2 separate regions of the Anser cygnoides genome follow, and region 1 is linked to region 2. The links are chromatin contacts, called in public Hi-C maps. All regions are on one chromosome and are shown on one strand. Each heading gives the region's core, a stretch centred on a gene start, on an enhancer-like site or on the middle of the called end of the contact. The rest is flanking DNA. Distances are from core to core; before and after follow the strand shown.

Region 1 (3,997 bases), core at 918-3,417, 310 kb after region 2:
CTTCTGCAGCCTGTGTGGTTCAGGCGCACTCGAGAGCAGCCATCCAAGGATTCTCCATCACTGGACTGATGCAGACCAGGAAACAAAGCAAAGCTATTCCTCTATATGCCTTTCTTTAGAAAGTTCATAGCAATTTTTTCATCAAGTTACAAGTTTCAGAACTTTTCATAGGATGAAATGCTAGAATTCTGCAGAGAAAAGGCAAGCATGGCCCTGTTATCCCCAGTGTCAAAGCAACATAAAGGTCACCGAGAAGACTCCATCCTCTTTAAGACACGTTTTTGGCACAACCCTAACTGACACCGAGAGCAGCAGAATTCAGAGGCATACAACCCTTTATCCTAGCTTGACTTACTTCCTTCAGAATGCTGGCATAACACCGTGACACCACGAGTCCTCCTGCCAGTGCAACGCTGCTACAAGGGCATGTCCATACAGATTTACCAGCAGATCCTTTCAAGCACTGGCAAGGCCCAGGTGAATAAGGAGAGGACAACACTTAAGTTTCTTCAAGACAGAGAAGTACAACAAGCCATCAGACTGTGGAAGCTGATGGTGCAATTTATTCATTTTTTGAAGTGGAAATATAGCTACAAAGCTTGCCAATGAGTATTGAAAGGCACCTGGGAGAAAGGGAGCAAGAAATAGCATTTTGATAATTGTTTGTTCAAGGGAAACGTAGGTTTTAAGAGAAGAGTAATGGCTTTAAAGGCAATGGGTTTTCTTGAGGGCCTCCTGTCACCATTAACCAGATCCTCAAACACGACGCACCAGATTTTTGTCTCTTTATCACAACCCTCTGAACTAGCCCAAAAGTTCAGCCCAGAGGAAAAGTTCACTTTCAACTTTCTGTGACTCTCCTCTCACGCCAAGATCAGGTTACACGAGTCGGTGCGCTGCCTCAGAGACAGCAGCAACTTGCTCCCCACTACACTGCAGAAAGCATCAGTGCCAAACATGGCAGCCTAAGAAAACAGAAATTAACAGAACAATTTACTGTATATTTGTAATATGCCTTGCACAATCACTCCCGGCAGGGCCACGGCATATGTTGCACTTCATGTTTTCTCTCATAACTCACGAAAACGGATTTCACTTAAAATCCTGCCTCTCCAGTGGAAGCACCCCACGTACAGCGACACCGCTAAATCACTCTTATTGCATCTCCTTCCTCCCAGCCTCCACTCCCCCCCCCCCCGAGCACCTTACATTGCACGCCATAAATCCCAGGAAGGCACAACCACAGACAAGCGGAAAGCTCAGGTGAGCCCTCAGAAGTCTATTTAGTCGTGTGTTCTTCGAGCATTTCGTCAGCAGGAGCGTTAGGGACTAACATTTCTGGGATATATATATATATATATTAGGGGCGTTTTGTGGCTGCGTGTGTCTGGCAGCAAACCACCTGCCATGATACGTCTGATTTAAAATACAAGAAGTGATCGGCGATGGAAGCGTATCCAGCACCCTAGGGCGGGCAGGGGGTTAGCGAGGGCCCGGCTTCGTATTTTTACCCCAGCTCTGGCTCAATAACAGCAGCCCTACTTCTCCCTTCCTCGCAGGAGGCCGGCCAGCAGCCAGGCAGGCCGTGGGGCTCCCCGAGGTGACGGGACCACCATTTTACACAGCGCTTTCCCCTCGACCTGGGGGGGGGGGAAGCAGTTGGAGCCACCCCCCCCCCCGGCTCCCTGTGGGGCTGGGCGGGGGGAACCGGGGGGAGACGGGGGCGGCCCGGGGGGGCTCGGGGGCGGCGAGGGGACCCCGGGGGCGGCCCGGGGGGGTTCACAGCCGGGCCTGCCCCCACCTGAGGGGTACAAGCAGCCCCCCCCGCCCCAAACCCACACTTAGGGGGGCACAACGCAGCCCCCCCCCCCCCCCTCCCAGCCCCTCCCCAGGGCTCAGCCCCGGCCCCTGCCCCTTCCCCTGCCCGTTCCCGGTCCCCCCCCTCCCCTCCGCCGCCGCCCCGCCCGGCCGCAGCCCAGCCCAGCCCCCTCCCGGCCCGCGGGGCCCTCGCTTACCCCCAGAAGCCGCAGGGGCAGCGCGGCGGCAGGCTGGGCGCCTTGCTGCGCTCGCTGCCGGCGTCTCCCATGGCGGGGCCGGGAGCGGGGCCGGGGCCGGGCCGGGGCCGGGGCCGGGGCCGGGGCGGCGGCGGCGGGCGGTGGGGGGGGGGGGAGGGGGGGGCGGCGGGGCTGTGAGCCGGGATTCCAGGCCGGTCAGCTGGAGCCGGGCGCCACCACCGGAGAGGCGGCAGAGGGGTGGCCGCGGGAGGGGGGGCGGCCGCGCCCTAGCGGCAGGGCCCGCGTTGCCGCCCGCCCGCTGTGACGTCCCCCCCCCGCCGCCGCGGCGAGGTGCGCCCGTCCGCCCCGCCGCGCCGCTCGGCCCCTGACTCAACAATGCGCCCCCCTCCCCTCCCCGCGCACACACAGACACGGGCCCGGCCCCGGCACCTCGCCTCCCCCTGGCCTGAGCGCGATGGTTTCGCCGAGCCGCCGGATCAGCTGGGAGCGGCCTGTACCAATGTGCTGCCCCGGGGGGAGACGGGATTGAGCGGGGGTGGGAATGAGGGGAGAAGCGAGCTTAGGAGGCGCCCGCACACTCGAGAAGGGAACGAGTATCTCCGTAACGAGGCCACGAGGGGCTGCCTGGGCTCTCAGAGCCGGCTGGCTCCTCTACCCCGCGTTCACTCCCACCCACACGTTACGCCGTAGTGGTACAGCCGGCGAACGAGGGGGGGAGTGGGGGGGCGGCCGGCCGTGGCGGCGCATGCGCGGTAGGCCCGCTACGCGGAAGTGGGCTGGTGGCCCAGCGGGGCTCGGGGCCTGCCCCGTGCTGCTCGGGCCGGGCCGCTGTCAGCTCGGCGCCCCGTGGCGGGCGTTCGCCTGCTGTTCGCCTCTCTGTGAAATAAAAACGGTCACGTTCCTAAAGCACGCGGCTGTCCTGTGCTCTGTTCTTGGCTGTCTGGGGAAGCTAAGCTGAGGGCTGGCCTCAGCAGTGGGAATGGGGGCACCGCGGCCCTGCTGATCTGGCCACAGAGGGGGGGAAATGGCCGGGGTGAAGCAGGGCGAGCAGAGAGATGGGCGGCAGGCACCCCGCTGGGCTGGGCAGCTGGCTGCAAAGGGAAAGGAGAGCGGAATGCCAGCGTCTGGACTTGGGAGCTGAGTAATGGGCATTGTACCTACAGTGCAGGCTTAGCAAGCGGCCTGGGGCAAGTCGCAGCCTTGCTGTACCTTGGTTTTGTGTGTGACATGGAAATAACACCAACCCCCTGCCAGAAATTGCTCTTTTGACCTCTTTGTGGAAAATGGCATGTGGAAAAATACCGGTGTGGTGATTATGCAGGTGGAATTGTAATACATTCTTGAGGTGGTGTTATCTCACGTTTTGACTTTGAACCTAAACCCAAGGATGTTTGACATTGAAAGTAATATACGTTGTTAACAAATCCTGGAGTATGTAGGTCTTTGTGAACAGTTGATTAATTCTGCCAAAACTCTTTTGACTTAAATATTGACCATCTTTAAGAATTTTGTATCAAATTAATTCATGGCAGAGGGAAAAAACTAGTCATGGAACGCACAGAGACAAGCTTAAAACTTTTTTACATGTTGAAATTTAATTAAACTCAAGTAAACAGGCTGCTTCTGAAGAGAGGTTTATGACTGAGCTCACTAATAGCAGTTGGTTTATCCAACAACCATCGAGGTTCAGGCTGACTGACTCCCTGTTGATGAACCAGCCGGGCTGTAGCTCAGCCAGACCTTGCTCTTCCTCAGCAGAAACTTTGAAAGCAAAAACATCACTGAGTGTAAGATCGAAGCGGTACAATGGAGACGGGATGTGTGTTGAGAGTTTTCATTGACAGATTAACTGGTGCCAGCCCTCTGGAAGTAGTCTGTGGCTGCGTAGTGAGCGCCCTGTGCGCTGGGGTGTGAGAGCTTCCTCTTGGCACAGCTCTTGGAGGAGCCTCACTGCTGAGGCAGCACTGTGAGTGCACTGAGAG
Region 2 (4,259 bases), core at 954-3,453:
TATTCTACATCATTCCAAACACTGGTAGTATTTTTCTCCCTCTTTCTCAAAAGTTTTGGCAAAGGGATAGCAGTCATTCTCTGGTTTTGATAGCAGCTTGAAGAATGTTATTTGAATTTTCTTCTTTTTATGCAGAAAATGTTTATGCCTCTCCTCTGAACTCTGAGATTCAGAGATGAGGCACTGCTCTGCCTCTGAAATCTAGGCAAACTTGTAGTCCCCAAGCTTCTGTTTGACAGAATCTGAAGGGGCTATCAGGAGATAGCCCCTGATCTGTATAGTGTCTTGGTTCTTGTATTTTTTCCCAAACTAGACAGCAACCACTGACCACTATTAGAGAGGGAACACAAGGGGGAAAGATCATTAGTTTGACGTAGTATGGTAGTTCTGATTTTCTTATGTTCTTAATCCTAGAGCTGAGATCCAACCCAAATGCTTGGTTCATAACAGGTTTTGCTATTAAAATAAATAAATAAATAAATAAATGAATAAATCAACATGACATACATTTTTCTGTATTTCTCAGCAAATCTGTAGAAAAATGTTGACCAATGCACTAGTTCTTTATAAAATAATAAGATGAAAATGGTGTTACCTTGTTTAGCAGTAGCACCCGTCCATTGAAAAGTGATTCTCTCAGCTTCTCTCCTGACCCCTTTAGAGCGGCAGCAATTTGACAGTAGGACTTAGGGAGAGGAAGAGAGAAACAAAGTCTCAATGCTGCTCCATAGCTGCCAAGGTTTCCACAGTCCTTGGGGCAGCCTCACCTTGGGGACCAGCCTGAGAAGGGCAATTCTAAACCTTCCAGTTTCAGCAATCAAGTACGCTGACAGAGCCAGCCCAAGGGGCTGGGAGCAGGGACACCCGTTAGTGGGATGCCAGGAAAGCCCCACATTGCTCCAGAGGAGCACATCTGAGAAGGTGTGGGGAGGAGGTGGTGAGGGAGGGAAGGAGAAGACGCCTCCCAAGCGTAGAGGAGCAGGGATCCTGATCTCTATCTCTCTCCCGACAAGCTGAGGTACCTAAACCGGCACTTCTACTTCAGGAGAGAGAGGCAGGCAGAACCTCACCAGCCTGGCTCCAAGTATACCTCACAGCACAGGGACCAAGAGAGCGACCCCAAGGCAGCACAACCGCCCCGTCGCGGCGGGCTCCCTCCGTCCCGGTCTGCCGTTGCCAGCCTCCGTGCCGGTACTGCGCAACGCGGCGGCTTCTGTGGGGCCGGCCGTTATGGGGCCGGGCCGTTACCGGGCGCCCGTAACCGCTGCAGGCTCGGCTCGGTTCGGTTCCAGCCACCGCCGCCCTTCAGGGGCCCACAGCTGCCTCTCAGCTCTCAGGAGCTGAACCTTGCCCCTGCCCTAAGGGCCGTGGGGAGCACCAAAGGCCTCTGTGAAGGAACTTGCACAGCTTGATATCATAAAATCAGGGATTTGTTTCATGCGCACTATGTGTACTTTCTGAACTCAAGAAGCGTAACAAGATTTACACAAAATTTCTGTGCTGCCATGTGTGTTTGTTTGTTTGTTTGTTCTTCTTAATTACCACAAGTGTAAGCTTATGTTGAATATTCAGTTCAGGCAAGAAAAAGCTGTTTTTCATTCTTAGCTTTGAAAGACAGAGTATTCTTACCTTTTACACCTGAAATAACAGGTTAGCCCAAAGTGGCACTGTGTAACTCTAAAGGGAAGCAACTATTATCCAAAATGTTCCCTTAGCTTCTGTCAGTCAAGACAGAAACTGACATCTCTAGGTACTGAAATGAGTAAACCACACATTTGTAAGCTCACAGTCTAAAGGCATAAAGTCAGATTTTCAAGCCACCTTAACGTGCCATCAGTTGGAAGGATTTACAAAATAAAGCAGTTTATTAGAGTTAAATATGTAAGCCTGTCCAGGGGCTTTTATGGTACCCTCTGCCTGCGATCCAGAGAGGGGCGCTCCTTCACAGTCATGCAGAACACCCGTGCCTCCACATTTTGGGTAATTAACCTGCCGCACGCTGCAGGTTAAATTTGACTTACATTTAAAAGCACCCGTTTATTAGTACGGGAGAAGCCACCAATCCGGCCACCCCAAAAGCGGGATTGGTGGGATTTTTTTTTTATTAATAAATAAATAGATAGATAGATAAGCCGAGGGAAAGCCCCGCTCTCCATCCCTTCGTGGACACCCCCCGTAGCACGAAGCCGAAGGCGGCTCCGCCACACCTCCGGGGCGGAGCGCTGCCTCCCCCGGGCAGCCTTCATCCTCCCTTCTCCTCCCCTTCTCCCAGCTCCGTAAAATGGCGGCCCCGGCAGAGCCGTGCGGCCTCAGCGATGAGGCTGTCTATGGCGCCTGCTCCGAGCCGGATCCCAGCACCAAGGTGGGGTGGGCGGCTGGGGAGTGTGTGGGGGCGCATCGGCGCTGTGGTAGCGGCGGCGGCGTCCCCCTTTGGAGGGTGGGGGGCGGCATGGGGCCGGGAAGGGAGAGAATTGGCGGCTGTTTTATTAGGGGAAATAGCTGGTAGTATTTAAACTTAGAATCTAAGTCTGCATGGGATATGTGTCGGAAGTATCTAACTTGCTTTTCATCCACCTAGCTGTTCAGTAGCCCTTGGTATATAAAGTTATGCTGTGGCTTGAGAAAATACCTTTACAGACTGGTAGGCCAAAATACCGTTGTGCTTGACAGAGATTCAACAACTGTGCAATGAAATAATGAGCTCAGCAGTTTAGCTTTAATTAAGTTCTGTGTATGTATGCAGTGAGTACCAACTGCAGTGAGTATCAACTGCTCACGTACCTGCATGCAGGGCACAGCATGTATAGTACAGCTCCATAAAAAAAAAAATAATAAAAATAAGAATGCTACAAACTTTTGATATTTCTGATTTACATAGGGAATGATGCCTGCAGTTTCTTTTTTTTTTTTTCCTCCTTATGCTACAAAGGTATTTTTATTTAATACAAAGGTGCATCGGTAGCATCAAGAGCAAAGATTTTATTTACATTGGATATAATACTGTATTTGTTACTTCTATACCTGCCGTTTTTAGTTTCATTACTAACTTACTTCTTTGTTAGTACATATTTGTTTCATATATAAAAATAAACTCTTCTTTTTTTCCCCCACAGGACTTTTTGTTTCAGCAGACAATGTTAAGAGTAAAGGATCCTAAGAAGTCGCTGGATTTTTATACAAGAATTCTTGGAATGACGTGAGTGGAAGTTGTATGCTACAGTAACTTTGGTTGTTCATAGTATTGTTTTCAAAAGACAAGTTTTTGTTATTTTGATGTAATTATACTAATTGGTCTAACTACATCAACAGTGCTGGCCTATCAACTAATGCCAAGTTAAGTAGTCTGGCAATCACCAAGAATTTCCACAGCATAATTAATGTTGCAATTAAAGTTGCAAATGAACTAAAATTGGTGTTGGCTAGAATTTTCTTTTTTTCACTGAAGTAGGTTATTAATCATCAGTATACAACTCTCTTACTTTATCTTCGGTGATCCGGCAGTTAACTGGTAACTTGTATGACAGTGCTTATAATCAGGAGTCGTTGCTATAAATCTTAAAACTTTCTGCTAGTTCTCAGAGGTGGCTGGTGACCACCTCTGGACATAAGAGACCAAGACAACACAAACTGGTGACAAGGTTCAAATTCCTTTTGGAGAAGGCTGTGAGGAGGCAGATGCCCTGCAGTAGCCTAAGGTGTTTGTGCTAAGACTCTGCACATTCTTGTCATATGAAAAGAGTTTGTTTTAAAGCAACATTCTAGTTTATTTTTAAACATCCTGAAATCAGTCCAGTCTAAGGTAAAATAAAATGCTTCTACTTCAGTGAAGAGGTGTGTGACAGAAATTAAAAAGTAATTAAATGGTAAGCTGAAAAATAAATTAGGTGTGTCTTGCATGCTTGCTTGCTCTGATCAAATTTCCGATGTAAAAATGATTTGAAGTATGCCACGTTTCTAGGAATGAGGTAAAAGTAGCAGAGTCTTTTCAAAAGTTCTCTGAAGCTTACAACATTTTGTACACATCATATGAGATCACTCTTAGCAGTCTGTTATCTTGTGCAATTTTCTATAGAACAATGATGTGTGTGTATCAGATATGTCACAATAAAGCGAGTGAATCCTTGCTGTTAGCAAAGGGATAAACTTTATAAGCAGCTTTTTCTGACCTTGGGTATTTTGTAGTTGATTAAATTATCATGTCTGAAATGACTTTTATGATTATACCAATCTGTGGAAATAGTAAAAATATTTCATCTGTG

Evidence for each region. A called contact is a pair of places that touch in the nucleus more often than the background predicts.
Region 1: a Hi-C map of liver shows a contact between it and region 2, with 3 times the contacts expected there. The contact joins the promoter of ZFAND3 here to the promoter of GLO1 in region 2. A contact is called at or near these places in 2 of 7 Hi-C or Micro-C datasets (both in liver).

What each region holds. Positions count from the first base shown.
Region 1 is chr3:33,316,326-33,320,322 of Taihu_goose_T2T_genome, forward strand. It overlaps ZFAND3 (zinc finger AN1-type containing 3), which reads right to left and starts at 2,168. Exons shown (of 7, transcript XM_066993835.1): 1 at 2,016-2,168. The coding sequence starts at 2,086. LOC136790371 (a long non-coding RNA gene) reads left to right here and starts at 1,198. Exons shown (of 4, transcript XR_010830201.1): 1 at 1,198-1,263.
Region 2 is chr3:33,003,201-33,007,459 of Taihu_goose_T2T_genome, forward strand. GLO1 (glyoxalase I) reads left to right here and starts at 2,204. Exons shown (of 7, transcript XM_048080077.2): 1 at 2,204-2,362; 2 at 3,114-3,196. The coding sequence starts at 2,282. It overlaps DNAH8 (dynein axonemal heavy chain 8), which reads right to left and starts at 2,151. Exons shown (of 93, transcript XM_013171043.3): 1 at 1,091-2,151; 2 at 596-685.